Linked DNA regions of Zea mays: region 2 is linked to region 1. A link is a contact called in public Hi-C data. All regions are on one chromosome and are shown on one strand. Each heading gives the region's core, a stretch centred on a gene start, on an enhancer-like site or on the middle of the called end of the contact. The rest is flanking DNA. Distances are from core to core; before and after follow the strand shown. Region 1 has its middle 150 kb from the start of LOC103646552. Region 2 has its middle 41 kb from the start of LOC103646553.

Region 1 (5,783 bases), core at 582-3,081:
TTAGAAAACAAAGATTACAATCGATATTAATGAGATACAAATTTACCATTTAGGATTGTCTTAGTATAGCGTACTCAATGGAAACTTATTCTCTACGACACAAGATATATATAATGTTCTCCCACTAGATATGTGCATCAAGTATTTGAATGACTTGCCACATGCACTTTCAATTCAGTTAAGAGTCTCATGAGGAGTACATTACATATATTGAACAAGCCATGATAAATTTGTAATGAATTAACTTATGCCTAAGAATACTTACCACCGTATAGAATGTACCATTTATTATACCAATTTGAAAGATCTTACTATCTGTGGTGGTGTCATCTTAGTATTCTTCTTTTCATCATTTGTGGAGACTTCCTTCTTTGTTATCTCTTTTCCTTTTAAAACTAGTCAAAAACGCACTTTGAAAAGAGGTATAGTAGTACAAGGAAGTATTTAATTGTAAACCCTGGTGAAGAGTACTAATGACCTTTTTCATTGAAGTTAATAAAGTGCTCTTTTGATGAGATGATGTAAGCATGAGACACATTTTATTTCAAATAAATACCAAATAAAAACACAACAACCTATGCATCATGCTGGACTTCTTCTTGTTTGTGCATCAAACACAAAATTATAATTAAGGCAAGTCTAGCTTTGAATTCAAAATTAGAGCACTAAATAAAATGGGAGAAATAGAGTTAAAGAATGGAGGATAGCCAATAAGTATAATAATAAATAAGTAATAATTATTTCAAAAAGGATATAGTGTCATTCATAGTAGAATTTTATTTGATACATGAAAGTATGAAGTTCAAACTAGCAACTCAAATTCATTTGAACACTAGAATTTGGAAAATAGGAAAGAAATTATAAAAGGGAAAAGAGTTATACCCGCACATGGGCCCCAGACCTGATTTCGACCCAAACCCTCATCCCCTCCCCGTGCAGCCCAGCCGCAGACCCTGCGCGCTAGCCTGTGGACCCTCCTGTCAGCCGCACATAGCTCGCACGCGCGTGTTCGAGGTTGGCTCGCCGACGGGTGGGCCTAAGATTCTGTATCTCATCCCACACCTACTCCACCGCTTGCACCACTGACTGGACGGTGGGCTCGGCGAGCCAGGATCTCCCCCTCTGTCGGCATCGCGCCGCAATGGAATGGCGAGCTTCCCGGCATGGGCGAACCCCCGGAGACCGACTTCAGCAGGCATATAATAAACCCCTGGCCCTCGCGCCGTTAGCCTAGTCGCCTTCGTGTCCCTTGCGTGAGCCGCATGTGCAGAGAGTTTTGTGTCGCCGTTATTGCGAGGGTGAGAATAGCAGCCGCCGTCCAAAACCCCGGTGCGCCGACACTAGGCCTGTTCAAGTGCCCGCAGGGTGTCGCGGGTGCGCAGTGGTGACTTTTGCGCCAACGTCGGGTGACCTAAGAGTTCGGTTTGGGCGCAATTTCTCGTCGGCATTGTTATTGCACGCCGGAGCCGCCGCGCGTCATCGCTGGGGCTCTCTACTTTATAATATGCGGTATGGTTTCCCCCTCTCGTTTTGTTTACTCTGCAATTTGGATTTTCATCGGGCGGGGATGGAGAATTGCGCTCGGGAATGAACTCTGGTGAGGTCCGGCAATGGCGCCGCCGTCCTTAGCCTGTGCGCCGCCGACGTTCTATGAGTGAATTGGGCGCGCTGGGCTGGCCGTTCGATTAGATTTGGACATTCACCAATGGGGCGCATGATACAGTTTCGATACATCAAATCACCACCGTAGGATGGTAATCTGAGGGTAGATAGTGTGTGCTCATGCGCGATTAAACGAGGGCCGTGCGATTTAGATCCAAGAGCTCTCGGGTGCGTACCATTTCGCGGAGACACTGATCTAATCTGACGCGTAGATTGCGGATCGTGCGGTCAACATTAACTCATACCCCTTCGCGATGAATAGTTTGCTTAAGAGCCCCTGGCCTTTAGGGAAACTAACCCGCAGTCCACCACGGATTGAGCTGAGTCTGGGAGATTTTATGAGTTAGCCCCCAAGCTCCCTGATTATTGTGCGCGCAGTTCAGAGCTATGAGAAAATAGGAAAATGAATTAGAAAATGGAATTATAATGCAAAAAGAATTCTAGAACTTATTTAATTCATAGAAAATTCATTTTAGCTCTTTTTTAATCCATTCTAGTTGCAATAATTTTGTATTAATATTGTTTATCACCTGGTAACTCTGGTTAGTCATGAAACATAGAGTAAATTTGTTCATTTGGGTTAATCTATATCAATCACCTAATAACTTCAGAAATTCGTAACTCGATAACCATAACTCCGAATTTAGTGATTCTTGTTCCTACGATCTCGTTATGACACATAGATTTTATCATGCATTCTATTCTGTTATTTGGTGTGTTGTTAATTTCTCCTATATCATGTTTGTTTGTATTGTTGCGAGTAGACGAGCAAGCCACTGAGGACTCAGGTGTTCAGGAGGTGGAGACTGCTAAGCAGGAGCTCGTTGAAGGCAAGTTGTGCCCTTTATCACTTATATTTACCCAATAATGTTCATGTTAATCATTATGAACTGCATAGGTTAATTTTGATGGGACCTAATATGTCATCCTAGTTTGGCTATCTTTATACCTTGTTTACCACTAAACTTTTGGGTAGTACCTGCTATTGCTTTATGTGGTTTTGGGTATTGAGATACAAATTATTCATGATCTTGCTTCTATTATCAGTTTGTTATTTATTGTTCATGATAAGATCATTATGTTAATTAGAAGATGAGGCGACCACCCGAGAAAACAGTGCTACCACAATGGTGGTATGGGACGCCCTTGGCTGACTAATTAGGAAAGCTAGTGGAGGACTACATTACCCAAAATGGGCAAGGGCGGTAGGGGAGTGGTCGGTGTAGGGAGGTCCTCGGGTTGATTTTGCTGCGACGGCGGTCAGACGGGGGATCCCTGCATTGCGCTTCCTAGACTGTAGCGGGTTTTCTGAAGCTAGTGGAACATTGTAAAGGCCTCGTAGTGTTACCCTGCCTCGCTTCCTTGGTAGAGGTGTATGGGATTCATGACCCTAGGCAGATGGGTAACATGACTTGTGGGTAAATATGCGCAACCTCTACAGAGTGTAAAACTGCTATATCAGCTGTGCTCACGGTCATGAGCGACTCGGACCCTCACATGAGTAACTTATGGAATTAAATTTATTTGGTCATTTGCTTCGCATTGTGGTTTATTATTAATTTTGATCTATTATCACTCTGGTTTGGTATATACTTACATATAGTAACTGCTAATAAAATTTGACCAACTTATTAAAAGCAATGCTCAGCTTTAATCATTATTTGTTGATCAGCCTTACACTTCACATGAGCTCTCACCTTTTGTGAGTTCATGCACATTATTCCCCATAACTTGTTGAGCTATGATCTTTTGTGAGCTCACTCTTGGGATATATAAACCCCCCAGAGGTGAAGAGCAGGTGGTCCAAGAGGAGCCCTACAATAAGGAATGTGAGCTTATCTAGGTGGCGTCTCCCAGTCAGCTTGATAGCGCCAATGAATAATTATTTAGTTTGTTTTATTGTTATCATTTATTTTTGTAACACTTCCGCTATGTAATAATGATACTTGTGACATTTATCTCTATACACTTTGTCATTATATATGATGTTCTTCTTTGGCGCACATATGAGACGCACCCGACTTTATCCCTTAAATCCGGGTGTGACAGAAGTGGTATCAGAGAAAATGTTGAATGTAGGACGAAACCTAGATAGAACTGGACAAAATCCTTACCTACTTACCTTACTCTGATTCTTTCTATACTTTTCTTGATCCTGTCTCACCTTTTGTTGTTCTACTCTGACTACTCTTATCTATTCTACTCTAGAAAGACAAGGAGGATTTCACACCTTGGAATCCTACATTTATGGCCCTTTAAAGAGATAGGAGACCTAAGACAAAATTAAAATTATTTTCTCTACCTGAAGTGATTGGATGTTTGTGCTGATGGTAAATGCTTGATTTGCTTCTTTGATTGATTGAAATAGTATAGCAGGGCATTCTAGCATGTACCACCATAAGGTAATGAATTAGTATTAGTAGGTGACACACTAATCCACTTAGCTAATAAAACCCCCAAAAGATTATGTCTCGTAATTACTCGTCTTATCTACAATTTTATCTTACCATGTATTTCTAACCTAGATGGTCAATACCAGGAAGGGAGACAGAATTGATCTACCTGCCAACCCCCACAACAGGAGGATAGTTAGACAACTGCAACCAGAAATGAATCCTCCGAATCCTCCACCAGCTGGGACAGATCCAGTGGTTGCCGCTCAAATGCAGATGCTACAGCAGATGGCAAACACAATGAATGAGATGCAGGCTCAAATGAGGCAAGAACGCCAGGAGTTGCGTCAGTAAAGGAAGGAGATGCGAGAGGAAATGAGGCAAGAACGAATGGTGCGGCAGCAACAACCACCAATGCCTCCTCCACCACCACCACCAACTCTACCCCGGGACAAGCACCGGGAGTTCATGAGTCACAAGCCACCTACGTTCGGCAGCTCTCCAGATCCGTTACATGATGAGGATTGGTTGAAATCAGTGGAGAAGATGTTTAATATCGCCCAATGCTCTGACCGGGAGAAGGTGCTCTATGCTTTTGGTCGTCTTACTGGCCCCGCTACTGATTGGTGGGAATCTTACACTGTTGTCCATGATGCTACCCAGGAATACATCACATAGTATTGGATTGATCTTCTTTGAATGTTGAGTGGCACATTCCATGTTAGAAACACATTCTCATGTTGTGAGACTACATAAACACTTAGATAGAAACATTAGTCTAACCACTCTAGTCATATAGAGAATTCTCCTTTAGAAAATTGCTTTAAGAAATTGAATTTCTTACATAGCACTATCCATTTAAGAATTCAAGAGAATCCTCTTTATGTCTAGGTCATGGCAATAATACGATAGTTCATTTGAAATATGCCATGAATTAATTATCATCAATTAAAGTATGCATATTGCCACATATAAGAATAACAAATATGCAATCTACCATATGATTGGAACTTTTCCAAGACAAGGTAAAATATTTTAAGTTCATTCTCAAGTGCTTCATTCTACCATTAATATTTAATTGTTACCATCCTTTGGATATCCCTTAGTTGTAGGTCTTTTGCTTGATTCCCACAAAGGTTAATATTTATTCCCTACAACACATGTTCTTGCTAGAGATGAATATGAAGTTAGTAATATAACAACTCAATTCATCTATGGGCCAATCTTAAAAGAATGGTCAATGTAAGATTTATAGCTTAAGATAAGAATTGAGTTAAACTGCTCAAGCACCCCTGTTGGGGCCTTCCTCTTCCGAAGGTCCTCAAAAACATGACTAACCTTTTCTTTCTAGTGTATTTTTAAATATTACAGGAGTTTCGTCATGAGGAAAGCTTCGTGATAAGTATCTTTTTTCTGTCGAAGATCCCTGAGATGAAGACATTGTCTGAAAATAATAACAACGAATGCCGAAGCTACAACAGAAGGATGACAACTTCGGCTTAGGATGGCAACGAAGGTCAAGCATAATGCCGATGTAACACCCCACTGATCCCACACAATGGATGTTACCAAAAACCCTTCCTACAAAACTTATGCAACACATAGAGAAAGAAAGTATTGCAAAATCTGACAGCACCTCCCTTGAAAGTAGCATAACAAGGGAAACATAGAGTTTATACATGATATAAAAGAAAGATAATTGACATAGTATAATCGAAATGCAACGGT
Region 2 (5,189 bases), core at 843-3,342, 140 kb before region 1:
GAGTTGAGCTAGGAGAGAAAAGAAGGGATACTAACCAGGGACAGGCTGGAATAGTACCCGTTCCCGTTATGCTGCATCTCAAGGCACACCAGCTCATGACAGTTCTGGGCAACAGACTCAGCAGACCCAATCTGCTCCTCCTCAAGGAAACACCCCAGTAGAACCAGTTGCTCCTAATACATCCACAAACAGGTCATGCTTCAAATGTGGATAGACCGGTCATTATGCCAACTACTGTCCCAACAGGGCTGCTTATACCACTCTAGCTCTGATGAAGCAAGGTCAGGCCTCAGGAGGAAAGAGTCATGCCTTATCCGTCAATCGAGGTCAGGTCAACCATGTGGAAGCAGAAACTAAACCTAGCGAACCCGAAAACCCGGAAGAGGTGCCGGCTGATGGTGAAGAAGCCAGTGAAGAGGACAATGAGCAACGAGATTAGAGTGTATATATATATATATATATGTATATATATATATATATATATTAGGAGATAGTATTTGTAAAGACCTAAATAAAGCCTTAAGTAGTAGTTAGTAATTTATTGTTTTAGGAATAGTAATAAGGTCTATTTGAACCTATGTTTTAATAATAAGTTATGCATCGTGCTGAGATTGTTGATTGTGCATATGTTTTGAGACAAGATTGGGATACATCCTTTTCTTACTAATCTCGAGGTCGAGATTATTTTAAGGGGGTAGGATTTGTAAAGCCCAAAATTTGTATAAGGGAAAATAATAAAATAAATAAATATATTTATAAGTGGGTGTTTTGGGATTATGGAACCTTTGGAGATTATTTGGTTTTCTTTTCTTTGTGCATATTCAATTAAAGGAATTATATTGGTTAAATAACAAATAAATAAACATAGAAATATGCATCTCATGCTGAAGTCCTTGTGTTTTTGCATTTGTATTCAAATTTGAGAGACAAGTAAGTTAGGAAATTAGAGTTTGAAAATGAAAATAGAAAAGAGAAGAGAAGAAAAAAAAAGAAAAGAATACATATTATAAGGAAAATAATAATATTGATATATGCATAACTACATCCCTACATGCTGGTACTTTTAATTGATCATTTAATATGTGTGTGAACCTCTCAAACAAATTTGAGTTCAAATCCTAAATTGTAAATTTACAAAAGAATTCAAATCAACATAAATAAATAAAAGAGAAAATGCAGCTTAGGCCGGATCTTCCCTAGTTCTTGGGCCAAAACCCAAGCGTGCGGCCCATGGACGATTCCCAGGCGCCGACAATGTGGCCCCGCCCGCCAGTGGCCCGCGCGCGCCTCATAGCTCGGGTGCCACAGACATATGGGCCACTACGCTCCTTTCCCTGCCGCGTGTCGTTGGCCTGGCTGGCATGTGGGCCCGGTGGACCAGAACCATCCTCTCCGAGGAAATCACGCGCGCGGGTTAAATTCCGCCGCGGGCGCTGCGGCGGCCGCTGCAACCGTCTCCTGCGGGTAGCGCGGGCTGCATCTTACGTCTGCCACCATCGCGACTACAAATGGCGACCCCTCTGCCGCGTCTTGCATCCACCGCCTTCGATAGCCGCTTTACCCACACCGACGCTCGCCGCTGTGGTCGGCTGGGTGAAAGGATCCCCACCGTCATCGACATACCGCGATGTTCGGAGCTCTGAGTTGTCCTGGAAGCATCGTCGTGCCAAGAGGAAGGAGTAGGCCCGCAATTGAGTCGTTCCATGGGCGAGGGAAGTACGAGAATTTCTCGCCGGGGCTCGCGCCCAGCCGCTCACCCGCGCCTCGCCGTGGTCCGGTCTCTGCGCGCCATTGCCGTCGGTAGGTGTTCCTCCCGCTCGCTCCCCATAACCTTGTAGTGGTGTAGCGTGCGTAGACTCGAAGGTTCTCGACTTGTATCACAGAATTGCGTTTCTCTGGCGATGGCGCTGCCGTGCTAGGGCTCTGCACCACCGCATACCTGCGTCGTGGGGGTCGGCGCTCATGGACCGTTAGATCGTAGAGTGACGACTCAGATTGGGGGAGCTAACGATTCGTCCTGATGCAATCCGAGTCGTTGATCTGCGTATGCACGGTAGTAATCAGATCGCGCGGTGGTTGATGCTCAGCCGTAGATGTCGAATCCGTCGGTAGTAGGCGCACACCGATTCATAACGTTGGGGTTCTAATCTGATCCATCAGTGATGGATCGGACGGCTCGGATCCTAGCATACCCCTTCGGCCAGCTGATAATGCAAAAGAAACCCTGAAACACATGGAAATCAACTTGCCATCCGGATTAAGGTTAAAATCATAACTATGAGGTCCTGAAATTCACAGATTAGACCCTAGGATTCATGGAAATAGTGTCCCCAGCTCCTGAACCTTTGTATATTAATAAAACTAATTTGAAAATTGATGTTTATAGCCAAAGTAATACTAAAACCTTAGAAAATGCATAACTAATTCATTTTAACTCCTTTTTGACCCATTCCAGTTGCATTAAATTTACATTAATATTTTTTATCATCTATGTCAAACTCGGGTTTTGGAGCACCAAGACCCGGGCGCGAACGTAATCACCAGGTGTGCTGGGACCAAGTCTCACACATATGATGAATCATGGTACAGAAACGAATGTCACATCTTTACTATATAATAGGAGTTCTGTACAAAATAAATAAATAATTACATCGTAAGGAGACAACGATCTAGCAAGCCAAAGTTGACTAGGAGACGACGGCCTAGACCACTCACGATCTCATCACAGCACCCTTCATGCGCCTCTTCTTGTGGTACATGTTCTTGACCTGTGGGGGTGTGAGACAACAAGAGTGAGCTCACATACGTTCATCGCTCAACAAGTTGTGGGGAATAATGTGCATGAACTCACCAAAGGTGGGAGCTCATGTGAAGTGTAAAGCTTACCAAAGAGGATGGTTAAAGCGGAGCATTGTTTTTAAAGTTGGTCAAAATTTTATTACCAGTTGCTAAGTGTAAGTATATACCAACCCAAATAAGTAGTAGATCAAAATTTGATAACAACACCCTCGATGCAATGCATATGACAAATTGAATTTAGATCCATAAATTACTCATGTGAGTGTCCGAGCCATTCATGACCGTGAGCACAGCTGATATACAGTTTTACACTCTGCAGAGGTTGCACATCTTTACCCACAAGTCATGTTACTCATCTGCCAAGGGATCGCGACTTCCCATACACCTCTACCAAAGAAGCGAAGCAGGGTAACACTACGAGGCTTTTACAAAGTTCCACTAGCTTCAGAAAACCCGCTATAGTTTCTAGGAAGCTCCAATGCAGGGATCCCTTGCCTGACCGCCATCACAGAAAAATCAACCTAAGAACCTGCCTACACTGACCACTCCTCTACTGCTCTTGCCTCTTTCGGGTAAGGTAGTCATCCATTAGCTTTCCTAATTAGTCAGCCAAGGGCGTCCCATACTGAAAGTTGCCTAGGGGGGGGTGAATAGGGCGAATCTAAAATTTACAAACTTTAAGCACAACTACAAGCCGGTGTTAGCGTTAGAGTTAAATTCGAGTCCGAAAGAGAGGGTGGAAAACAAATCACAAGCAAATGAAGAGTGAGACACGATGATTTGTTTTACCGAGGTTCGGTTCTTGCAAACCTACTCCCCGTTGAGGTGGTCACAAAGATCGGGTCTCTTTCAACCCTTTCCCTCTCTCAAACGGTCACTTAGACTGAGTGAGCTTCTCTTCTCAATCAAACGGGACACTAAGTCCCCACAAGGACCACCACACAATTGGTCTCTTGTCTTGGTTACAATTGAGTTGGAATCAAGAAAGAATGAAGAAGAAAAGCAATCCAAGCGCAAGAGCTCAAATGAACACAAGTATCTCTCTCTCACTAGTCACTATTTGATTAGAATTGTCTTTGGACTTGGGAGAGGATTTGATCTCTTTGGTTGTGTCTTGTATTGAATGTTATAGCTCTTGTATGAGGTGTGAAGGCTGAAAACTTGGATGCATTGAAGTGTGGTGGTTGGGGGGTATTTATAGCCCCAACCACCAAAAGAACCGTTGGTGAGGGCTTCTGTCGCATGGCGCACCGGACAGTCCGGTGCGCCACCGGACACTGTCCGGTGCGCCAGCCACGTCACTCGGCCATTGGATTCTGACCATTGGAGCTTCTGACATCTGGGCCACCGGACAGTCCGGTGGTGCACCGGACAGTCACTGTTCACTGTCCGGTGTGCCTTCTGGCTCTGCTCTGACTTCTGCGCGCATTGTAACGCATTAACTGCTGTTGCAGATGACCGTTGGCGCTGTAGTAGCCGTTACTCCGCTGGCGCACCGGACAGTCCGGTGCTACACCGGACAGTCCGGTGAATTATAGCGAAGCGGTCCCAGAATACCCGAAGGTGAGCAGTTCAGAGTTGGGTTCCCTGGTGCACCGGACACAGTCCGGTGGCACACCGGACAGTCCGGTGCGCCAGACTAGGGCACACTTCGGTTGTCTTTTGCTCTCTTTATTTGAATCATTTTTGGTCTTTTTATTGGTTTGTTGTGAACCTTTGGCACCTGTAGAACTCATAATCTAGAGCAAACTAGTTAGTCCAATTATTTGTGTTGGGCAATTCAACCACCAAAATCAATTAGGAAAAGGTGTAAGCCTATTTCCCTTTCAATCTCCCCCTTTTTGGTGATTGATGCCAACACAAACCAAAGCAAATATAATAGTACAGAATAAAACTAGTTTGCATAAGGTAAGTGCCAAGGTTGCTTGGAATGAAACCAATAATTATTTCTACTAGATATGCATGGATGGCTTTGTTCTAATTTAAAATTTTGGACCACGCTTGCACCACTTGTTTTGTTTTGCAATGTTTTGGAAAATCTTTTCAAAGTCTTTTGCAAATAGTCAAAGGTATATAAATAGGATTTTGAGAAGCATTTTCAAGATTTCAAATTTTCTCCCCCTGTTTCAAATGCTTTTCCTTTGACTAAACAAAACTCCCCCTTAATGAAATCCTCCTCTTAGTGTTCAAGAGGGTTTTAGTTATTAATTTTGAAGAAGGTATCCCAATTTGAAATTATATCATAAATAAGATACCAATTTGAAAAACACTTCTTTAAATACAAGTTGAGAGACTAATTTTTGAAATTGGTGGTGGTGGTGCGGTCCTTTTGCTTTGGGCTAATACTTTCTCCCCCTTTGGCATTAATCGCCAAAAACAGATAGTTATGA

The links. Hi-C and Micro-C count contacts between places; a contact is called where the count stands out from the background.
Region 2: a Hi-C map of bundle sheath shows a contact between it and region 1, with 2.6 times the contacts expected there. The contact joins two enhancer-like sites. A contact is called at or near these places in 2 of 25 Hi-C or Micro-C datasets (bundle sheath and endosperm).

Annotation. Positions count from the first base shown.
Region 1 is chr2:68,314,274-68,320,056 of Zm-B73-REFERENCE-NAM-5.0, reverse strand. No RefSeq gene overlaps it. Among protein-coding and RNA genes, the nearest start is that of LOC103646552, 150 kb to the right of the region's middle. Within about 2 kb of position 1,831, at least 19 of the 20 cell types and tissues checked have an H3K27ac peak or open chromatin away from gene starts, as enhancers often do. A contact at or near this core is called in bundle sheath, where this site is marked.
Region 2 is chr2:68,458,819-68,464,007 of Zm-B73-REFERENCE-NAM-5.0, reverse strand. It overlaps the pseudogene LOC103648708. Among protein-coding and RNA genes, the nearest start is that of LOC103646553, 41 kb to the left of the region's middle. Within about 2 kb of position 2,092, at least 17 of the 20 cell types and tissues checked have an H3K27ac peak or open chromatin away from gene starts, as enhancers often do. A contact at or near this core is called in bundle sheath, where this site is marked.